2 separate regions of the Danio rerio genome follow, and region 2 is linked to region 1. Evidence: chromatin contacts called from public Hi-C data. All regions are on one chromosome and are shown on one strand. Each heading gives the region's core, a stretch centred on a gene start, on an enhancer-like site or on the middle of the called end of the contact. The rest is flanking DNA. Distances are from core to core; before and after follow the strand shown.

The links. Hi-C and Micro-C count contacts between places; a contact is called where the count stands out from the background.
Region 2: a Hi-C map of embryo shows a contact between it and region 1, with 3 times the contacts expected there. The contact joins two enhancer-like sites. A contact is called at or near these places in 6 of 18 Hi-C or Micro-C datasets (caudal fin, embryo, hematopoietic stem cells and 2 more) and 1 of 4 datasets of contacts at active chromatin or transcription factors (caudal fin).

The regions. Positions count from the first base shown.
Region 1 is chr8:28,619,293-28,624,871 of GRCz12tu, forward strand. It overlaps kazna (kazrin, periplakin interacting protein a), which reads right to left. Exons shown (of 15, transcript NM_001128289.1): 9 at 3,816-4,021; 10 at 3,544-3,662; 11 at 1,296-1,527. Among named protein-coding and RNA genes, the nearest start is that of tmem51a, 12 kb to the left of the region's middle. Within about 2 kb of position 3,974, at least 9 of the 62 cell types and tissues checked have an H3K27ac peak or open chromatin away from gene starts, as enhancers often do.
Region 2 is chr8:28,698,184-28,703,762 of GRCz12tu, forward strand. No RefSeq gene overlaps it. Among named protein-coding and RNA genes, the nearest start is that of kazna, 8.0 kb to the left of the region's middle. Within about 2 kb of position 2,983, at least 14 of the 62 cell types and tissues checked have an H3K27ac peak or open chromatin away from gene starts, as enhancers often do.

The sequences.
Region 1 (5,579 bases), core at 2,724-5,223:
TTTACCTAAATAAATTATAATCATGTCTTGATTTTTAATGATTTAAATAGGACATTAAGGTCTGACTTTGCTTAGACAAAAGTCTTGTCACTTAACAGAAATAGTGTACAGTATAGAATATAAAGTCATGGTGCAGTGGAAAAAGAATGAATATTGTGTTTGACTAACATGAGTTTGCATCCATACATCTTGCATCCATACATCTCTCCATACATCTCTGCAATGACTCAAGTAACATTAATAAAGTCATCTGGAAAGACAAAGAAAGCGTTCTTGCAGGACTCCCAGAGTTCATCAAGATTATTAGGATTCATTTGGATGCCTCCTCTTTCAATAATGTTCATCTCTGGTGACTGAGCTGGCCAATTCTGAAGCACATTGACCCTCTTTGCTTTCAGGAACTTTGATGTGGAGGCTGAGGTATGAGAAGGAGTGCTATCCTGCTGAAGAATTTGCCCTCTTCTGTGGTTGGTGGTTTATGTAATGGGGTGCACAAATGTCTTGATACCTCAGGTTTGATACCTCTCTTGGATGCCCACAAACTGAATGTAACCACAAACAATGATTTTTCTTTCACCAAACTTGACTGATTTCTGTGAGAATCTTGGGTCCATGTGGGTTCCAATGGGTCTTCTGCAGTATTTGTGATGATTGGGATGCAGTTTAACAGAGGATTCATCAGAAAAATCTACCTTCTGCCACTTTTCCAAATGATCTACTAGAAGTCAAGTAATTATTTGTTGCATTTACAGCTGGGATCAACAACAAGACTTTTTTTGTAAGGTAGTGTACAATATGGTCAAGCCACCAGTGTTAAATGATTTGTAACTCTTCTTTTACAAAATAATAAATAAACAATGTACATCCTCTTTTATTTGTTCCCTGTTTTATTCAAGGTGTTGTAAACTGAATGGTCATGCATTCTAACATAACTGCACAAACATATTCACTGTGAATGACCAAAATAACTAATACATATATATGGTATTTTTATGAGTTTTATGAACTATGTGATTAAACATGAATATTTGAAAAATAAGTTCAATTATTATGAACAAATGTGCTCAACAAAAGCAAGTATAAAGTCTGAGCTCACAACAGGGCTGTCTTTAAAATCTGTTTCCTATTTAAAGCAAATGAATGCCCCTTTGCTTCTGGAACCCAACTGTTGTGCTCAATAGAAGCTTGCTGTGTTTTTATGATGTTTGTTATGGTTGTTTTTCCTTTTTGGTAAGCTTTAGTGCCTGTGGGAATTCCCAGCACACTCTTCTTCGGGTTTATGTGTGTGTTTTTACCTCTTTGTCAAAGTTAAGCGTGTGTAGCAGTTGTATTCCCAGCAGGAGGCTGTTCTGGTGGGCTTTTTTAGATACGTGCAGATGTTTCTCCAAGTCAGCACGTGTGAGGGTACTCAGGAGACGTCCGTCCACAAGGTGAGTGTGAAAGAACTGGGAATATTGAGGGAGACCCACATCAGTCAGCCATGCCTGAGCCACCCAGTGATGATCCAGTTCAGCTGCTTTAGAAAGACTGAGACACACAATTCATTTATTCATTCATTCTTCTTCCGCTTAGTCCCTTTATTAATCAGATGGTCACAACGGAATGAACCGCCAACTTATCCAGCATATGTTTTATGCAGCGGATGCCCTTCCAGCTGCAACCCAGTACTAGGTAACTATAATATGTCCACTGAGAGTAGGAATAAAATCTGTTTTGTATGTGTAAAAAAATTAATACAATTTATAAATACCATTGTTCAATAATCAAGCTTTAGTTTTGTGTTACTGTGTGTTTAAATTACCTTAAATATGGTTAACAAATATATAAAATACAATCTTAGGACATTTTAATGGTTTAAGTAAATACTAAAAGTTCAAAACCAAACAGTTATTTCATGACTGTTCAGTGGTGTTCAATGCTGTTTTCATTTCAAAATTGAACATTTTGTCATCATTTACTCACCCTCAAACCAATCCATTATATACAGTAAAGTGACTGTATCTATTCACAGGACCTAGATTAAACAGCTTGTTTCATTCATGTTCTTTTTTTTTTATAAAGAATTCCTCTGTGATATTTTGGAAACTTCTATCATTTGGTTGCCTGAACCTTAAAGGGGTGGTCTAGAGTGTATTGTTAAGGCTTGGTTGTGTTTATAAGATGCAAAGCAATGTGTGCTCATGCTTCATTTGTGAAAAAATATCCTACTTTAATTATTTACTGCTACTCAGCTAACATGAAAACGACTGTCATTTTTCCTAGTTCTTCCGAAGGTCCGACCTCAAGAGGCTCTGATTGGTCAGCTAACATATTGTGCTGTGATTCGCAGATCGGCTCCATGTCACCAGGAAAAGCGTGAACAATGTCTCCACAAGCACACGCTTTCTTTGCTGTTAACCATATCAGTTTGAGCCTGAACCGGACAGAAAATGAGGAGCTGAACACAGCTGAACCTCACAGCTGCTTTCTAAAATAAAATCTGACAAGTTTCTTCCACTTTGATGAAATGTCACATACCTTTTGCTAGTTTGTTATTTGAGATGTAGAATGCAGGGAAGGTGGCTGCTGATGATTGTGGCTGTTCACAGTGGTTTGACGCATAAATATGAATTTGTGGCTAAATTGTTAACAGTGCCAAACAGCATTTTCCGTTGTCTCCGTCGTGGAACTGCTCCTTCTTTGAGGATTTTTTAGCCGAATGCAGCACTGAACTGAGAGATTTTGGAAGCTGTCCTTTGTCATTTGCTAGCTTTATATATTTTTTATTCTCTGGAACGTAATTGAAATTAAATTGCAAGCACTTCTCTCTTTGTGTTGTGTCCTTTGAAAGCCCAAATACAGAAACAGAAGAAGCTTGGTGGAAATAGCAGCATTTGGACGGCATTTTAGCTTTCTCTGCAATAACATTACAGCGCATCTGGGGCCACACCCTAAGGGTATATGCGCATGGTGAATGCACATGACCTGAAGCGTTTGTGATTTCACTAACCCGGATGTTTTTTTTTTTTTTTTGTTTTTTTTTTTTTGTAGTCCCCAAACTTTGTTTGCTGTTGGCATTGCTAAGCTAACTCTGTAAAAGCCAATGTCTCCCTTTCATATATTATCCCTTATGTGGTTTAAAACCTTTATGAGTTTCTTTCTTCAGTTGAAATCAAAAGAAGATATCTTGAAGAATTCTGATTGCTGAGACCTATCGACTTCCATAATAAGAAAAAAAAACTGAAAACATTTAGACGGGTCGCAGCTACCAGCATTTTTTCCTAAATATTTTCTTTTATGTTCAAAAGAATGAAGAAAATCAAACAAGTGAAGGGCAAGTAAATGATGGCAGATTTCTTTTCTGGCATAATTTTTAGTTTGATTGTGACATAAAAGTGTTTAAATTACTTTTTTGAACTATTAACATGCCTTGTCATTACAAACATCGAATAATAAGATGTTTTTAAATTGACCTTGACTGTGTCAGTAATGAGGACTGTAGGGGTTTCCTCTATGAGTGAATTTTCTGTTATGTTTTTGTTGTTGTCTTATGGCATGTCTCACCCATGTCCTGCTTCAGCATCCCTGTAATCTTCAATGGCCAGACGGAGTTTCCTGCGATGCATTGAGTTACTGATTCCCAAAACATTTCCCAGATCCTCATCCGTAAGAACTAACAAGACCTAATAAAGACACAGATTGAACATTCATGCCAAACACTGCTTGTTGAAACACCCTACAGCATTAAAAGCTGATATGATCAGCAGTGCGCAATAGATTAGAGAATAATGACGTAGACAACTGTTTAAGTAATAAAATGACAGGTTGTCATTTACCTTCCCGCTTTTGACGTTGTCGGCACAGGCGCGCATGTACATCGGCATGGCCATAATCACTTCCAGCCACGCCTGCACGGTTCCTGCCCTCCAACGACACATGGGCGCCGAGCGCGCGAGCTCCACCTGCTGAAGACGATCCAGCTGCTCCTCGCATTCTGATAGGCTCACGCTGAGGCGGGCGGGGCTTGACAAACTGTCGGAGTCTAGATTGGTGGATTAGGAGAGAGGGGCGGAGCTTAACGAGAGGTAAATTTACATGAGCATATTCACCTCGCTCGCTTCCCTCTTCCCAGGCATCACAACAATGCGGTCCTGTTAAAGTAATGTAAGCTATGTATTCATTCTGAGATACTAATAGGAGAAATATCGAAGAGGAAACGTTGTTTTCTTCTATTTACATTACAGGGATAGTAATGTAAATAGAATTCACTCAAAAGTGAAAATTAAATCTGCTCTTTACCTGTTCTAAACCTGTTTGACTTTCTTCTCCACAAAAGAAAACATTTTAAAACGATAAAGGGTGGAAACATGTAACCATTGACTTACATATTATTTGCTTTACCTACTATGAAAGTCAAAGGTTACATGTAACATTATTCAGCTTTCTTTCAAAATATCTTATTTAGTGTCCAACAAAAGAAACTCATAAAGGTTTGGAACCACTTGAGAATGAGTAAATGATGAATAAAGCTTGATTTTTGAGTGATGTATCCCTTTAAGTTTTCAAACACACTATTAAAGGGATAGTTCACCCAACAATAAAAACAATGTCATCATTTACTTTAGTGTTCCACACTTTTAAGGAGTTCTTCTGTTTTTGAGCATTAATTTATTTTGAAGAGTTAGAAAATGCGTAACCGTGGAATTTCATTGTGTTTGTTTTTCCTACTATGGAAGTGGTTACAGGTTTACTGCATTCTTCATAATATCTTCTTTTGTGCTCAACAGAAGAAAGATGCTCATAAAGGTTTGTAACCACCTGAAGGAGAGTAATTAGTGTGCTAAATTTCATTTTTGGGTAAATTATTGCTTTAAAGCATAGATGCCCATAGAAGGACCTGCAGGCCAAAGTTTTATTTGGTCCAACATCCTATCTGAGAAGAGACTAAGAATGATGAAGAGGTTTTTGCCTTTATCAGAGATTGTCACTGTCACTGTGTCAACACAGCCGTGTTGTTTTTGTTTTTACTGTAATACGTTCATTATAAAAATGCAAAAATATCTTTCTTTTATTGATTGTTACAAAGCAATTCTAGGAATTCTAAATCGATTCTAAAGCGATTTCTAGTTATTTTAAATATTGTTAAAACAATTAGGAAATTAAGCATGGCAACTATATTTACCTTCGGCCCACTAGCCTCAATCAAGTTTGGTTTTTGGCCCTTCATTAATAAAAAATGTGTGCACCCCTGCTTTAAAGCTTCTAATGAGCTGTCAAACACAAACTTCACCAGTAGGCGGCAGCACTAAACTACCTTCAAAAATAACAATCAACCCAAGCGTTCATAATTGGTTGATAATGGGGTTGTTTTTAGTGATCCCAAAAGCAAAGCTTCTGGCAGTGTTTACTCAGAATCAGCTTTAAGTGTTTGGGTCCAGGGGTTGTAAATCTGTGACTGACAAAGCAGATGGCTGCTAAGTGCTTGTAAAGACTGACTTTTTTGGGTCTAGTCTGGTTTCGTCTGAGATACTGCTTTCAGCTAAACACCCTACCATAAATTTGCATACTTAAATACCCCTTGGAAATTCTATTTCTGTCAC
Region 2 (5,579 bases), core at 1,733-4,232, 78 kb after region 1:
ATAATTGGCTTCATCACTCTGTCTCCTCTCCACCAATTAGCAAGTGTGTGCTGTGTGATCTGGCGCAATAAGGCTGCCATCACATCATCCAGGTGAATGCTGTGGTGGATGAGGAGATTTCTCTTAAAAATATGTTAAGCGCTTTGAGTGTCTAGAAAAGCACTATATAAACATAAGGAATTATTATTATTATTTATAATGGAACATTATTCATTTATTTTTCTTCAGCTTAGTCCCTTTATTCATCAGGAGTCGCCACAGCGGTATGAACTGCAAACTTATCCAGCATATGTTTTACACAGGGGATGCCCTTCCAGCTGCAACCCAGTACTGGGAAATATACATACACATTCATTCACACACATACACTATGCCCAATTGTGTTTATTCAATTCACAAATAGCGCATGTCTTTGGAAAGGAGCAACCTAAGAATACCCACGCCAACACGGGGAGAACATGCAAACTCCACACAGAAATGCCAAAGGTCCCAGCCGGTACTCGAACCAGCAACCTTCTTGCTGTGAGGCGACATTGCTAACCACTTAGCCATAGTGTCACGCTAGGAACATTTTTTTAAAAGCTTTAGAGTATGCATGAACCGGAAGTTGCTGTAACCTTTATTTCATTATGTCGATATTTCCAACTGAAATGAAAAGTTGAGTAATGGTGGGGGCTTTCCTTTGCACATCATTCTCTAATAGCAAACTAATGGTCAAAGGGGTATAGTAAAGGTTATTGATACACAGTTGTTGGAAGAACCCAAACGTCAACAGAAGGACTCCTACTCCAACTGCAGTAGTAAATAGTCAGACTACATTTAATTTTTTTTCAGTGGACTAGCGTGCATATATTAATTATTGACTATAAGATTAATAATGTGAGCTAAAAAAAACAAACTGTACATTTTGATTTCGTGGAGACTTTAAGGTCTCATTTTAAAACTGTGATTTCTAATATCATGGGAAATTAGTGTTTGTGAGAGGTGTAAGAAGTAAAGGCTCTATCACCTATGGTGTGAAGACAAGACTGTGGGACTGTTAAAATTATGCAATTTGAGGAGTCGAGATCATATTTTCAGCCCTAGCAAATTTTGATTTGTTAAAAAAAATCTAGAGAAAAATAAAGCCTTAAGATCCAAGTTTAAAATAAATGATTTAACTTTGACGATAAACTTTAATCTATCAATTATTCAAATGCAGGTATTTTTTTTTCATCCAAGTTTTATCATGTTGTGAAAGAAAAGTTTCTCCAGGTGCAGAATGAATGTAAATATGAGTGTCATCTCCATATAAATAGTAATTAAAGTTGTCTAATAATGAGGAGAGGCAGCTCAGTGGCTCAGTGAATAGCACCGACTGAGTCAGTTGGCATTTCTGTGTGGAGTTTGTATGTTCTCCATATGTTTGCATGGGTTTTCTCTGGGGGCTCCGGTTTCCCCCACAGTCCAAAGACAGATAGTATAGGTGAATGTGAGAGTGTATATGTGTTTTTTCCAGTACTGGGTTGTGGCTGAAAAGGCATCCGCTGCGTAAAACATTTGCCAGAATAGTTGGCAGTATATTACGCTGTAGTGACCCCTGATAAATAAGGGACTAAGCTGAAGGAAAATGAATGAATGAATAAATGAATGAATAAATGAATGAATGAATGAATGAATGAATGAGTAATAATTAGTATATAAAAAAGTTCTTTTATTTTAAAATTCTTTCCCACTAATGTTTACAAGTGTTTTCTAGAAGTTGCTCATACTGTTCTCAGGGAAGTGTACAAAATGCTTGTTAAGAAAAAAAAACGATCATATCGTATCTTCTGAAGAAATGCAATTTGAAGAATCCAAAACATTAACATTAAACTTTAATAAACAAAACAAAAACAATACAGTGGCAGTGCAAACAAACCATTTTGCTGTGGACTGAATGGCTCACATAACTGCATCCCATGACTGAATATGTGCTATGATTTTCCAAAGCTTCCATTTTGTACAGTCCACAATGCATACATGGCATTTTCAGATATCTACTTTGGAAAGTGCTTTCATTAAACTTCAATAAATAAATAAATAAAGACCATCTCAGTGTGGTTTGAAGGTCAAACAGAGAGAAAAGGATGTGTTTAAAAAATATTACTGTAAACAAGGCCTTAAAAGCTGACTAAGAGGAAAAATGTACAGGGGCCCAAAACAGAGCCTTGAGGAACACAAAAAATAAATTCAGCCAAACTTAAATGAAATCAAGTCGACATTTACTAACTTGATGTCGTTCCAAACTAGAATGATTTTCTTTCACACACATTTACCAAACATTTTCGGTTACCATTGGCTTCCACATTGTGGGAATAAAATAGTTTTGGAATGACAGGAATGACATGAGAGTGAGCAAACGATAAACAAATATTCATTCTGTTATGAACTATCCCTTTAATTACTTCCAAAGACCACAGTCAGACCTTCAGAATCTCTCCCCCAGCAGCTGTTTTTTTAGATATGAGGGATCCTCTCCATTCGAGAACCTGCTTTTTCATTATGCTAATTTAAATGACTACTTTCCAGCTTTACTGTAATAAGATTTGAGAGAAAGAATGAGATTCCATTTTTCTTATTTACACTTTTGTCTTATCTCCTTGGGTCTGCTTTGTCTTCTTCTCTTTATGCCCCTCTGAATCTTCCTCTCTCCCTGTCCTTTGCCCTCTCCTTTTTTCTCCGTCTCTCTCTCTCCGCTCTGCTGAGCAGGAAAATGAGGAGAGGAGAGACAATTAATGTAGCTCTTGCACATCCAGACACAATAGGCCAGCCAGACCCTCTGAAAGCACCTATCCAGACACTTACTAAGCATCTTTCCCAAACGGACTCCTGAAACACAAGCCTAATGTGCACACATGTAACCGAGAACTATTTGTTGTAGAGTTTGAAGCACTCATCCGAACTGGATGTATCACCATGGTAACAGTCGGCCCTCTAATGTCAGTCAGGTGTTTCTTTGGTCACCATGTGCTTCTGATTGGTTGGGGGTCTTCTGGGATATCGGAAGCAGATGGCATTATGGGATACGTTAGTCATTTGTGACATGTGCCCTCTGAGAACCAGCTGGGCCTTTGCACACTGACCAGTGTGTGTGTGTGTGTGTGTGTGTGTGTGTGTGTGTTGAGTGAGGCTTGATGAGGAATAGCAAATTGACTCTAGCAGACCTTATCAATCCCCCAGGGACTCACCGGTGAGATTAGTCTGGACCTTGCTGCGTCCCGTCTAGGCCTGATTCATATTGAGGGTCATTAAAGTGTAGCGCGAGACTTGAATCTGCAAGGTTTTTTAATCATCAAGTCCTGATAAACCTTGTAACCCTATTAAAAGCTCACTAGAAATAAGTGTGAGGGAACGGCGTGAGATGTGAGCGTGCGCTTTGGGTTATTAAAAATTTCAGGAAGAAGACAGGAAGATGGCAGCATTATCATTTCCAGCTCCCCCCTCCAGGCTTTGAGTGGCAGGTTGGCTGATGGATCTGTGGTCTGGGAAAGGGGGAGGTTTCGGCTCATCAGGGTTTGATTCGGCCAGGAGGAGCAGATGGGACAGGGGGACTGTGCAAGCACATACACAACAAACACAAACACATGGCAAACCTATACTGGAACACTTTCATACAGCATTCTCCTGCACTTACAAGCCTGAAGAATGTATATATTATGAACAAAACTATACTGTTTTGTGCTAATAATTCATATAGGAATTTGGAGGTAAGTATATTTAGCCATGTGCAGTATAACAGAAATTTATTCCGTTGAAAAAAACAATAACAGAGAATAATTTTTTTTTTTTCTGGCTTGTCTGTGCTTTTGCAAAGGCGATTTTCTATTTTAATATAGTATTATAGCTATATATAAATGTAATTGCATTAATTCATGGAGTTTATGGAACATGTTTAGACTTGGGCAGCACCGTGGCTCAGTGGTTAGCACTGTCGCCTCACAGCAAGAGGATTGCTGGTTTGAGTCCCAACTGGACCAGATAGCATTTCTGTGTGGAGTTTGCATGTTCTCCTCATGTTGGCGTTTGTTTCCTTCGGGTGCTCCTCCCCCACAGTCCAAAGACATGCACTAAAGGTGAATTAAAAAAAACTAAATTGGCCCTAGTGTATGTGTGTGAATGTGAAAAAGTATGGGTGTTTCCCAGTACTGGGTTGCAGCTGAAAGGGCATCCACAGTTTTTTTCAATTCAATTAATCTTTATTTGTATATAGATTTTACAATGTAGATTGTGTCAAAGCAGCTTCACATAAATGGTCATAGTAAATTGGAACAAAGTAGTTCAGTTTCAGATCAGTTAGCTCAGTTCAGTGTGGTGGTATAAAACATATGCTGGATAAGTTGGAGGTTCATTCCGCCGTGGAATTAACTTTTATAAGAGGTTTAAACACAGTTGGGTGGCAACTGTCAGTGAATTTAACCAGCTTCTAATGGTAAAAATTTATTAATTTAATTTTTTTATCATAGTCTGAAGAAACATTTTGATGGACATTCTCCATTTGTACAAGTCATCAGAGGGGGAAAGTAAAGCCCACAAGTCACAATCTCTCCCTCATTAGCATAGGACGTTAGTCCTGTTTTTGAATCTGCCACTATGCTGACACATTTGACCTACAAGGTCCTAAGCATTTGACCTAGGCATTTGTAGCTCCGCCCTGTTTTGAAAAGAGGGCTGGGAGCACAATCTCATTTGAATTTAAAGCGACAGTGAGTAAAACGGTACAATTAGGATCAAAGCTTAAATGGGTCGTATTTAAATAGTTATAAAACGTTATTTGGGGTATAATCAAAGCTGAAACTTTACAAAAACACTCTAGGGACATCAGAGACTTAAATTCTAAAAAGGGGCAGAATAGGTCCCCTTTAATTTGACTCTTGACTGTTGGTTGTGAACTTACTACTTTAGCGTGTTTATGTCAACACAGGCTCATTCTAAAAATGTAGCCCTATATACATTTCTGGAGATTGGGAATTATGTAGCCAGAAGTGCGTATGGCTGCATTTCGTCTTTAAAACGAATGCTTTGAGTATGGGTGGTATAGGGGTTAGCAGCTGACTGCTAACCTCTGTATGGACAACCTTCCCGCTGTTACCAGTTTGTCCAGTAGCTCTCCATATACATCAGCAGAGTTGAGACGCAGAGAGGAGTTGATAACGGGGTTTGAATTCGGCCAGTCAGTCATTCAGTCAGTCGACAGCGGCATCTGGTGGATTTGCAGGATAACAGAGCAGGCGCGAATGGCACTCGCAAGAGAAATATGGGATCTCAAAAAACGTACACAGCGACCTCTGGTAGATTCGCAAAAACAAAAACTGCAACAAAAAAAAAAACATTTTTGGAGCTTTCCAGAAGAGTATATAGGGGTATGTAATAAGAATGAGCCTGTGTTGGTTTATGTGAAAACAGTTGCACGTGCAGGATCAAGCATTTAACAGGCCTACAGTATAAATATGAACACCACTGCATACAGGAAATGTGTATGTAAGAGTATGATATACCTGTGCATTGAGCTGCAGGTTTGTCATGAGTGTCATTGCTCTCTGAAGCGCTTCTCTTTTCAT